3 separate regions of the Gossypium hirsutum genome follow, and regions 1 and 3 are each linked to region 2. Evidence: chromatin contacts called from public Hi-C data. All regions are on one chromosome and are shown on one strand. Each heading gives the region's core, a stretch centred on a gene start, on an enhancer-like site or on the middle of the called end of the contact. The rest is flanking DNA. Distances are from core to core; before and after follow the strand shown.

Evidence for each region. Hi-C and Micro-C count contacts between places; a contact is called where the count stands out from the background.
Region 1: a Hi-C map of leaf shows a contact between it and region 2, with 2.6 times the contacts expected there. The contact joins the promoter of LOC107928647 here to the promoter of LOC107918118 in region 2. A contact is called at or near these places in 4 of 34 Hi-C or Micro-C datasets (hypocotyl, leaf and petal).
Region 3: a contact with region 2 is called in a Hi-C map of hypocotyl, with 4 times the contacts expected there. The contact joins the promoter of LOC107945394 here to the promoter of LOC107918118 in region 2. A contact is called at or near these places in 9 of 34 Hi-C or Micro-C datasets (hypocotyl, leaf and petal).

The regions. Positions count from the first base shown.
Region 1 is chrD12:22,736,705-22,740,523 of Gossypium_hirsutum_v2.1, forward strand. LOC107928647 (homeobox-leucine zipper protein ATHB-6) reads right to left here and starts at 1,954. Exons shown (of 3, transcript XM_016859903.2): 1 at 1,376-1,954; 2 at 885-1,258; 3 at 1-797. The coding sequence starts at 1,676. The coding sequence ends at 267.
Region 2 is chrD12:22,226,340-22,230,383 of Gossypium_hirsutum_v2.1, forward strand. LOC107918118 (G-protein coupled receptor-associated protein LMBRD2B) reads left to right here and starts at 2,317. Exons shown (of 9, transcript XR_005922032.1): 1 at 2,317-2,720; 2 at 2,850-2,938; 3 at 3,347-3,553.
Region 3 is chrD12:21,969,621-21,973,649 of Gossypium_hirsutum_v2.1, forward strand. It overlaps LOC107945394 (ras-related protein RABH1e), which reads right to left and starts at 2,539. Exons shown (of 6, transcript XM_016879377.2): 1 at 2,176-2,539; 2 at 1,699-1,769; 3 at 1,093-1,181; 4 at 400-511; 5 at 163-253. The coding sequence starts at 2,292.

The DNA of each region.
Region 1 (3,819 bases), core at 704-3,203, 510 kb after region 2:
TTACGACCTAATCATTCCCGCACGCCTGGCCTGGTGTCGCCATATGCTTTAAGCCCTCTTTCGGCGGCCATATCAACCCATCTCTGTGCCTCTTCTTCAGCTCCAAATCCCCATTTTTCTCTTTCTTTCACGGTATTAGTAGTTTAACTTGTTACGTAATTCGCATTTTACAACACTCTTGGAGCTTCATTTTAGATACCCAACTTTGCTTTTTTGGCTTATTTCTTAGCATTTTGTTACATACATGTTCATTTTGGCTTCTGCTTTTAGTTCCATTGCTCCGGGTAACACCATTGAAGACTTGGAGCTTGCTCATCAGAGAAGAAATTGCAAGCTTCATCTGCAGTAAAGAAATTGTGCTCTTCCATCTTCACAAGATAGGTTGTTTTTGAGAACTGGAAACAATTCATGGAGGATGGTGAAGACGAAGAAGATGAGTCGAAATTGAATGAAGAGGTTGTCGTTGGTGACATCAAAAGATGTTGGCTTTGTAGGACCCCAGATGACGAAACAACACCATTGTTGGTGTTGGTGTGGTCGTCTTCATTCAAGATAGCACTTGAGTCACTATCTGATGACCCATCTTTCAGTTCTGGGAAAAGGATGGCGTCAGCCACTCTATTGTTGCTGCTGTTGAAGCACTCGTAGTTCAGTTCTACTGGCTCGGATGAAGTGGTCAAAGAAGAAGCTGGAAGTGGTTCACTTTGTTCCATTGTTTTAGGCAGAATCGCCTCCTCTTTCACTGAAAGGTTGCTCCCTACGCTTTCTCCGTTCAGCTTCGCTTTCAGCTCTCTTATCTGGCAGCAATCATTAGGCTATTTTAAGAATAAAAAGCTAAAGAAAGTGAAGTGATTGGCACGTTAACCAAGCAGTTATAATATTACCTCTTTCAGAAGAGCTTCATTGCCATGTTGGAGGGTATCAAAGTTGAGCTTAAGAGTTTCATAACTGGTTTTAAGCAGGCCATAATCCCTTTCCAATTGCTTGGTCTTCCACCTGGCACGGCGGTTTTGGAACCAGACAGCAACTTGTCTAGGTTGCAAGCCAAGTTCTTGAGCTAGTCTCACTTTCCTCTCAGGTTCAAGCTTGTTTTCGACCTCGAAATTCTTCTCCAAGGCCTTAACTTGATCCACGCTTAAACGCCTCTTCTTCTCAGCAACATGGCCTGCTTCTTCCAAACAGCCTTCTTCCTCTAATCCATCTAACATCGACTGCAACTCTTTACTGTAAATATGGTTGTTTCTTGGACTTTCTTCATCTGTACCAAACAAAACAAATAGCCAATTGAGACACTAAAACAAGGTATTTTGCAACCAAAAAAATATATATTTAAATCTAGATGAGATTAATTGAAATTGGGGTTGTTTTGTTAGACCTGTGGTTGGGCAGATGGACATGAAAACAGCCATGGAATCTGAGCAGCCAAGCGATCTCTTCATGGTTTGATGAACTTGGTGAAATGAACACTCTTTTGAAAAGTAGAGATCTCTTTCTTCTTCTAGTCTTAAAAATCCTTTAAGTTTTGGTGTGTTGTGAGTGACTTTCTTCTGGTCAAATCTTTGTTTAAGTGGCTCAAGGTCGAGAGAAGTTATTACAAATTGTAAGTCCCTTGTCTGAAACAAGATCATCTTGTTTACAACTGTATAACAACCAATGCCCTCTCTTAACTGCCTCATCAGATTTCTTCTCTTCCTGTTTCATACTCTCAGTTCCCATTGAAAACAAGCAAATTCAAAGCAAGAAAACAAGACACAGCAACACAAGCTATGTATACATACATATATACATACAAGAACACCCCTGCCTCAAAAAGAAAAAAAAAGGAAAAGAAAAAACCCAACCCTACAAGAGAAGAACTTTGAAATATTTCCGTTTCTTTCACACCATTACTCGATCAAAACTCAATTAAATTACAGACTTTAACCAGAAGAACCCAGCTGAGAGCTGGCTTTAACCAGTTTCTCCAACTTTAAATAAGGAACTAAGATGGGTCACATTTGGGTTAGAATCTGACTGGGGTTAAGCAACGTTGGCAAATGCAAATGAACCCAAAATGCATTCCAAATGCAAGTTTTAGCTTTTACTTGTTATTGCCGGTTTTCGACCGTTTTATTTTGTTTTGTTGTTTTTCCCTTTTTGGTGGTAAAACAAGAAGGGTTAACTTGTTTTTAATAAAATGATATTATTGTTTTATATATATTTAAATAATTGAAATGGCTCGGCTTATAAGGGCTTGGCGCTGGTGTTTTTTTCCTCTTATCTTTTTTTAGGCTTAAGAAGATTTGGTTGGCGTCAGCGTATCATGGACTTCACTACTCCTGGTCGGTGCGATGAATCGCTGGTCATTTTAATATTTTTAAAAGAAAAAATATTCATAAACACCTTTTTAGTCTTTCTAAATTTTGATACCGGGTAGATAAATTCATCTTTCTTTAAGAAATTGAAATAATTTATTAATTATGGCTTTAATACTATATGGTCATAATAATAAATTTAATCATCAACGTTTTCTATATTTTATGTGAATATTGATAAATGTGAATGTTGTAAGCAATATTTTTGTAACTAAATTGGTGCTTAGCCCGATGAGATCATCAATTTTTAATTTAACCAATTGGTCCAGTTTAATTAAATAAATTATTGAGTAAATTGGTCTCTTTTTAAAAAATTGAGCCAATTTAATTCTTAATGGTTTTGAAAGTGAGCAACTAAGACAATTAATCATAACTTTAAACTTTTTCGTCAATGGTACATAATTTTAATTAGTATAATAGCAAATTTAACTTTTGATGTTTATAGATTCTCCATAAATGTTGACAAAACATGTAATACTGCAGACAATATTTTTATAACCGAACCAATGGTTAGACCAGTCAGACAATCGATTTCTAATTTGATAGATTAGTCTAATTTGATTAAATAAATTTAAAAAAAATAAAAACTTCGATTTAATTGATTTGTGAGTCAACCGCTTTAACCTTTCTCTAAAACCAATGTACCAATTAGTCCAGTCCCAACAACTAAATTTCTTAAATCAAAATTAAATTGATAAAATGTATAAATTTTGAGAGTTGAATTGATTATTATATTGTGTACAATTAATAAAAAACATATTACCAATAGTAATTTATTTTCAAAATAGATACAAATTAAATTACTTTAATTTTTTTAAAATAAAATGAATCTACTCAACATCAAAATAAAAAGATATCATATAAGTCTTTTTACCAAAAACACTGGGCCTAAAGATATTCTTTTGTTACGAAGAAATATATCATTATTGAAAAAACTTTATTGACATATTTATTTTTATTAATTTTAACAGTACAGAAAATTTTATTACTTTTATTTCATTGATTGATTGATTTGTATATTTTATATGGCCTCAAGTAGATAAAATATAAATGAACAAAAATAATTAACAATATTGTTACTCTTTATATTTTAATATAATTTGATATTTAATTTTTATATTTAAAAAATTTAAAATTAATTTTTTACTTTTTTTTATTTAAAAATATCAGTTTAATCGTCGTTGTCCATCAAAATTTGTCATTCTTGCATATTGGTTAGGTTGCTCTTGTGAGATATGGCACATAATTGAGTTTTTCCCCAAAAGCATTTGTTTTTAAGTTGAAAATTTTAACTTTTTCTTAAAGGTAGTTTTTTTCGAAAATATTTTTAAGAAGCATTCTTAAACTAAACTTAAATAAGTATATAAATTTTAATGGAAACTACTAATAGCAATAATGATTAGGCAACAATTTTTAAATTAAAAAAAGGAGAATTAAACTTTTTAATTTTAAGGTATACAGATTA
Region 2 (4,044 bases), core at 1,067-3,566:
ATTAAAATAATTTTTTATATATAAAACAAGTTATACTATTATAAGGATATTTTTTTATCTTTTAAAATTAATAAAAAAAACTTATGAAATTTGAATCAACAACCCAATAAAATTTAAATATTTTAGTTTATCATTTCAATTAAACCTTCTTTATATTTATATAAATTTTAATAAATATATTTATTACATATTTTTTTTTCTCACATCGTCGGTGTTTGTTGGCTTTGAAATTTATTCTTCTTCCTAACAAAAACAAATCCTTAAAAGGTGAACTCCTTTTCCATGTTAAATAAACTCAAAATTTCAATTACAAAGAGGCTATTATTTGGAGATTAGACATTTCAATTTTATTATTCTTTTAAAAATTTAAATCAACCATTAAATCAAATATTGAGAGAATAACATAAAAGCAGTTTTTTACTTAAATATAAAATTATTTTATTATTTATCTAAATAATTATATTCAAAAGTTATTTATTATAATACATTTTTTTAAAAAAATACCTCTACATCCATGAATGTCAAATTCAGGAGATTATCAAATTATCATAAGAGTCCGAGCTTGCATGCAATGAGGAAAGTACTATAATGTGCATCCAATAGTATCTCAACTCTCTTAGATGTCGAGTTTAGGGTTGCGAAATTTAACTAGAGAATTTATTTACCCGTTGTCTCAACGAACCTATTTAATAAGTGAAAGTTGACAATCATGAGAGTCGACTTTCACTCTATAAATACTCAATTATTTCCTCTCTTTTCTTTTTTTCAACCAAAATCCTCTCAAACCCTTAAATTTTTTTTCTTTTTTTAGGAAAGAAATGGTTGATTTAAGGTTTAAAATAAAACATATAGCAAAAGATGCCGCCAATATGGTAAAATTGGCAAGTAAATTATTTTTTTTTGTAGAAATGTTTTCAAGATTTTGTGAAATTAAATATTAACAATTTTTTTTTGTAAAATTCTAAACAGTGACACGACCAAGTTGTTCATGCTCAACATAGTATAAAATTACTGAAGTCACTTGTCGTCTTGTTAGAAAAACGGATGGCGAAAACACATTCATTACAGTTTCACGTGGGGAAGTGACTATAATACTAGAGGATGTCGCTTAATCGAAGCTAGTAGCATCAACGTGGAGCACAAGTACCATCATTTGTTGGGTGTCATCCCGTTTAAGGATAAGGACAAGAAGAATTAGATGACAATTGTGTGAAATGCACATGATTTGAGAGGTTTATCAAACTATCCCCTTCACAATTTGCAACTGTGGAGGAGATGAATCAATCTATAAAAGCTTAGATGTTTTGGATGTTAAGAGGAATTTTGTTGCCAAACAAGGCTAGCAATAAGGTCCATGTATCTTCCTCACTAGAGTTTTCTTGGATGATCAATCGATTCAATTGGGTTTAGCGAATTTGATGTATTTGTATCGGGTGCTCCATAAGACAACTTGAGAATTGATTGATGAGATAAATGGTTGTTGGCTGCTTCAGCAAACATGGGCATGGATAAAGATAACATGGTTAGGGCCCATCTCTACCTAATCATGAGAGTTCCCTCTAAATAGAAGGTAAAAGTATAATTATGTACAATATCTTAAGGTGTATTCAATTATCAATATTCATAATCACCTATTGCATTAAATATTTAAACAAACTTAGGGGTTGTTTGGGTCATACACATTATTGAAAGGACTTTATTTGGATGTGATGAGAAATCAATCAACAAGTCGATGAAGAGGTATGTTGATGTATATTAATATTCATTGCAATTCATTATTACTGTTAATAAATATAATTGTTTATATATTGTATAAGGATCTCGACATTCATAGGTGTTGAGGTATTGCGATCATTTCAAAATAATTACATTGATTTTAATAGGATGTGAAAAACTTGATCGAGTAGAAAAATCTCAACAAACTCCATACCTATAAATATCGAGATAGTATTCTGAAAACCTAACTACATATATTATAAAAAATAATATAAAAAACCACGTAAAAGGATAATTTTTTTTGAACAATTATATTACAAGTTCTGATCATATATGCTAGCCCCTCCTCAACCCATAAATAAGAGAATAATGCGTTTCAACCTATTAAAACCCACGTCCTCCTGCATTAAGAATAATACCCATGCCAATTGAGCTAAAACTTACCGGCAAAAGTATAAGTTTTTTAAAAATAAAATAATAACATCAATTGGCAACAGTTTAAAAATATGAAACATCTTTGATTCTATCCCTTATCGGATTTTTAAATCTCTATCGGATCATGTCTTGTTCTCATTTTTCCTTTTCATTTATAAAGCCCAAAATTTTCCCCAATCACGAAAATCAGCCCATCTAAAGGTTAATTAAATCTCCCAAGCCTAAAGCAACGTTAGTCCCAAAACGCCTTGCCCCACACCGCACGTAATCCCGCACGAAGCGTTGAGCACAATACAAAGCAACCACCGCGATCGACCGTGATCGATAGAAAGAAGCAACCACCATGACTGGTTATGATTTCAATAGAAGAAAATCCGTGGAAGAGGAAAAGGCAAGGGGATATGTGGGTATTTTACTTGATCTCGCTGCCTTTAACCTTAGGGATGGTTATTTTCACCTTGAGGTACTTCGTTGGCCCGGATGTCCCTCGTTACGTCCTCTTCACCGTCGAATACGCTTGGTTCTGTTCTCTTTCCATTATCATCCTCGTCCCCGCGGATATCTGAACGGTAATTCTTTGTTCTTTTTAATTCCGTTCGGAAATGTACTTTATTTGTTGGATCTATCTTTCTTTCTTTTTTAATATTGTAATAAGTTAGGCTAGACAAATTAAAAATAATAATGTTAAATTAGTGCAGACGATATCGAACCCAGATAATGATATTGAAAATGGAGGAATCTCGTTTTTTTAGAGTTGGTCTTATTGGGGTACTTTTCTCCTTACATGGTACGTTTCATTCTTCATTTAATTTCGCACTAGTTTATTTGGTTTCTCTATTGATGGATGCCTTTTTTGTTGAACTAAAATTCACGGGGATATGCCATTTAGAGTATTCTAGATCAATTTTCTTTAGTGGCACAATTGATTGTAGTTCCTGTAAATGAACTTTCTTAATTCTTTCGGGATGGATATAGGTTTTCAAGTTTTTAGATTCTACTTTATAAGCTAAGGTTAAAATAATTCAAAGGTGGTGCACTGTATTCATATTGTTGTGATTTATTACAACTTTTTCATGTGGGCTTGAAATGACAATTACTGGTGGTTGTACTTATCCATTTGTTGTATTTTCATTTATGTTAAGTTGTGGGATTATTTTGTTGCGAATAGAGATGACTCTTCTATATGGTTTTGCAGATTGTGGTGCATTTCCTCATATAATTAAATTATGTTATCTTTAAGCAAGGTTGTGGTGCCCCTTATTCAGGGTTTTGAAGATGCTGGAGACTTCTCTGTGACTGAAAGATTGAAGACTAGTGTGCGTGTCAATTTAGTCTTCTATTCAGTCGTGTGTTCTATTGGCCTTGTAGGACTTATTCTCCTCATCTTGATGAATAGGAACTGGTTCGCTTGTCTTTCTTTACTTATTGTTACTTTTCTTCGTTTTATTATAGTCCTTCTGATATGTTCTTGGATGCTTCTTAAGGTTTGAATTACATTTGAAATTGTATCATGTTTTTATATCTTCTCTTAAGACTTTGGATTTCTTTTCATCCCTGTTCATATTCTATTTGCTGAAATTTCTTTTCTAGATCAGATATGTTGCATGCAGATGTTTTTGAAGTGATAGATTATATAAAGTATAGAAAAGTGGGCATTAGAAACTTTCCCTTTCTTGTCAACTGACACATTCTTATTTTCTGTTACTTGATAAGTTTATGTTGACGGGAGTGTTGGGATCCTTGGTTTAGCAATGGCTTTGTCGAATACTTTTGGGCTTGTTATAGGTGCATTTGTTCTTGGTTTTGGTTTTAGTGAAGTTCCAAAGACCCTTTGGAGAAATGCAGATTGGACCATCTGGCAAAAAGTTCTTTCTCATAAAATTGCTAAAATGA
Region 3 (4,029 bases), core at 1,289-3,788, 260 kb before region 2:
AAAAATAAATAATGATCGGAGTATGTCTTGAAGAACTATTTCAGTTCATTCTCTAAAGGAACTTAGGCCACCACCTTGACTATATCGACTTTAATCAGACATCAACGAAATTACTCGGTTATGATTATCGGTTTATATCAAGTAGTGTTTTTCTTTTTGCACCTTGATATTGAATCCCGCTTTTGCACTGGTTTCTATAAACATGACTCCTAATTCACGAGCTTTGCTATCTCCTTCCTCTATAGAGACCTGCCTGTTTAAGCACCAAAGCGTATAAATCGACCGTTTAAGACTGTTTAAGAAACTCCCTGTGGTTTAAGTCTAGACCTGAATGACATATTATATTAACAATGTTTAAGAAACTCCCTGCGGTTTAAGTCTTGATATTGAATCACGGACCTTTTATCAACTAGATCAGTTTTGTTCCCAACAAGAACAATAATGACATCACTGCCTCGTTCTGTGCGTACCTCCTCCATCCATTTGGAGGTGTTCAAAAATGATTGCCTATCTGCAAGGATATAATTGGGGCTAACATATATGCCAATAAGATCAGTATGGTTATCAAAGGGAGTCAACTTATGCAATTCAAATTAGGGTATTGGAAGAGAAAGGATTGTATGAAACGGGGATAATATCCCTTTCTAATAATTTTATGCCACATCGGTAATTTTATCCTGAATTTAAGGATTTTAATTTGGATTTAATTTTTTTCAGGATGAAAATGCTGAAATTCAAGATGAAAATGTTAATATGGCATAAAACTATTGAAAAAGAGATACAGATGACGTGACAGCCTTGTTTCATAGAATCCTTTCCCGGTATTGGAAATGGACGTGTCGTATACAGTTACTTTCAAATATATCTATCTTTAGATCCATAGACATATCTATCTGTTCATGTTAGACATCCATTTTGAATATATATATATACATATATATACCTACCATATTTAGAGTATATACCAAACAAAAATATTTTAGAAAAATAAAAAGTTGGGACAACATCACAGCCAGTAAAAGATTTCCATTATAGTCTCTCATCTAATGAAAAGGAAGAAAACAAAAGCCACTCGGGTAAGCTCATACTCACTAGCTACATCATAGACAATTACTGCAACAGAAGAATCTCTGATATAACTCGGAATAAGACTCCTAAACCTCTCCTGCCCAGCAGTATCCCTGTGAAATTATAAGATAAAAACTCAAACGGAGACGAGACAAATGAAAATTTGAAGAGAATATAACTCGTGAAAACCAAGAAATTTAGATTAATTTGCATGTTATGCTTTTCTCAATTGCCAAACCACACTTTGGCATGGATGGCTTTTGATAGTTTACTATAAGAGGATGGAAGTGCGTAGCAGAAATGATTTACTTTCGGTTTCTAAAAGTTGTCAACCGCATGAAGAGGAAATGCTAGGGATTCATCAAGCAAATACGGCTTCTTGTTTTCTCATTGGAATGACAATTACCCACAAATTTAAAGCTCCTTCAGCGACAACAAATTAAAACTGCCTTACAACAAAAGTAAGCTTTTGTAGTCTAAAATTTAAACAATCAACACCTTAAGTTCACAAAATATATGCTTGATTGCATGTGTATTGAACATACAATCTAGCAATGGAACTAGAACTAATAAAGAAACTGTTGAACATAGTTATCCAAGATCCAATGAAAAAGGAAGAAACTGTATTACCAAAGCTGCAAACGAACCGTTCGATCTTCAAGATACATTGTTTTTGATAAAAAATCAATTCCAATGGTGGCCTGCATTTATATAGCAATCATTCAAGAAAAATATACATATAAACATTCCCTCAATTCCAGTATTCACTCGATGTGATAGAAGTAAAGTTCAAATTCAATTACTAGAAATAATCATCGTACCCAAAAAAAACAAAATCCAAACTGATTATTTAAATAAACAAAAAAAGGATCTGCGTTAGGCTATCATGGAGAATCGAACAGTATAGCAAAGATCATTCTGCTCGAGATCAACAAAACAAGCAAAGACGATGTCAAGTAGGAGATTAAGATTCCAAACAGAGAGATGAATAAGTCGAAAAACGGAAATCAAATTCAAATAATATATAAGAAGCAGAGGAGTTGAAGAAATGGTGAAATGTTCATCGAATCTAAAAAAACATAGGTGGAAATGGTGGAAAAAGTTTACCTGGTAAGTGGTGTCGAATTTGTCGTACATGAAGCGGGTGATAATGCTGGTTTTGCCGACGGATTGATCGCCTAAGAATACCAGCTTGTATTTCGCCAAAGGAGAGACTGTCGCCATTTTTTTTTCAAATTTCTTCACTCTACTTTTTTTTAGAAAAAATTGTAAACAGAGAGTTGCAGATCTGATTCTGCAATGAAGAAAATTTGAAATTATGTTTATTATCGTTATTATTATTTGGATGGAAATGGAAATATTCAAAGAGACGGAAGAAAATGAAAGGAAAGGTTGAGTTTAATCCCTTCCATAAATAGAGGGCACGAGAAACCGCCAACTATGACGATGACGCCTTTGTGAAAATCTTTGGACCGCTTCTCACTTTCCAATTTCACCCTTTTTTTATTATTAAAATATGATCCAAGTGTATGAAGTTTTATACATTTATAATTTACTCTCATTATTTTTATTTCAATAAAAATATTTCTTTATATTTTGAATTTATTCATCAAGAGCAAGTGAATGTTTTTTATTTTAAAATGTCACATCAATAAATTTAATAAAAAATTTAGTCATAATTAATAATTACACCTTAGTTTTAAAATATGAAAAATTTTAAAAATAAAAATATAAAAAAAATTAAATTTTAAATGTACAAAAATACAAAAATTTGAAACATATTTTAACATTATTCTTTCAATAACATCACCAAAAACTTTAATTAGAGGAGGTAGAACTACAATTAATTCAAATAATTTATTTTTTAAAAAATCAATATTCAACATAATTATATTTTGTAATTATTTTTATTAATTTATCAAACCATTTTTAATATAAATTCAATATTTGTAAAATTCAATGCTAAAATTTTAACACTTTGATTTTTTAATACTTCATTTTATAATTTATCAAATAACATCTTACTCTTTTATTAATCTAGTCACCCTCCTCTTTTCATTTATGATAAAACTTGTAAAATTATTTTATTTTTCATTATTCTCTACAGTTTCTATGTTTGTTTGTTTTGGTTGTCGAAATAAAAGCAACAAAAGTTTGTAAAAACCGTCACAAAACAATGACACATAAAAACTAGATTTCAAAAACCATATCTATCCAGTGGCGGAGTCACAAAATTATTTTTGGTATCAGAATTAAATTATATATTTTTACTATAATAAAAATGTAATTTTATTATTTTAATAGTCTATATCTTTATAAATTTTAAAGGATTAAATTAAATTTTTATCATTCTTGGGAGGCCAAAGTGTAATTTTACTATTACTAATTTAAAAGTTTATAAATTATAAATGGCTTTGGAAAATTTTCCAGTTTAGGGGGCCTAGGGCCCTGCCAGCCCCCAACGTGTGGAAACTACGTATTTAGAACACATGTGTGCGTTTATAAATAACATAAAATAAATAATGAAATAAAAAAATTGAAACCAATAATAACACATATGCAATATGTAGGAAATTAAAATAAAAATATAGTTTAAATCATGAGTAAAAAGAAATTTAAATAGGTAAATACATCATATTAAGAATATTGAATACACTCCAATTGTTTATAAGAATATTGAATACACTCCAATTGTTTATCATGGCATTGTCATATTTCTTGAGTTGGTCTTGATATCAAGTTGACTTACATCAACTCAATAAACGACATTATTAATAAGATTATAGTATATCTATAATGTGGGTAAAAATAATTATATGATAAATTTATTAGGAATTGATATAAAAACTAAATGTTACTTTAGTTGAAATGTCAAAGTGTGAGATTATATTTGGAGTCTTGATTCAAACCCCTTTGTAAGCATGATTTTTTTTTTAAATTTATATAAAAAGACAGAAACTC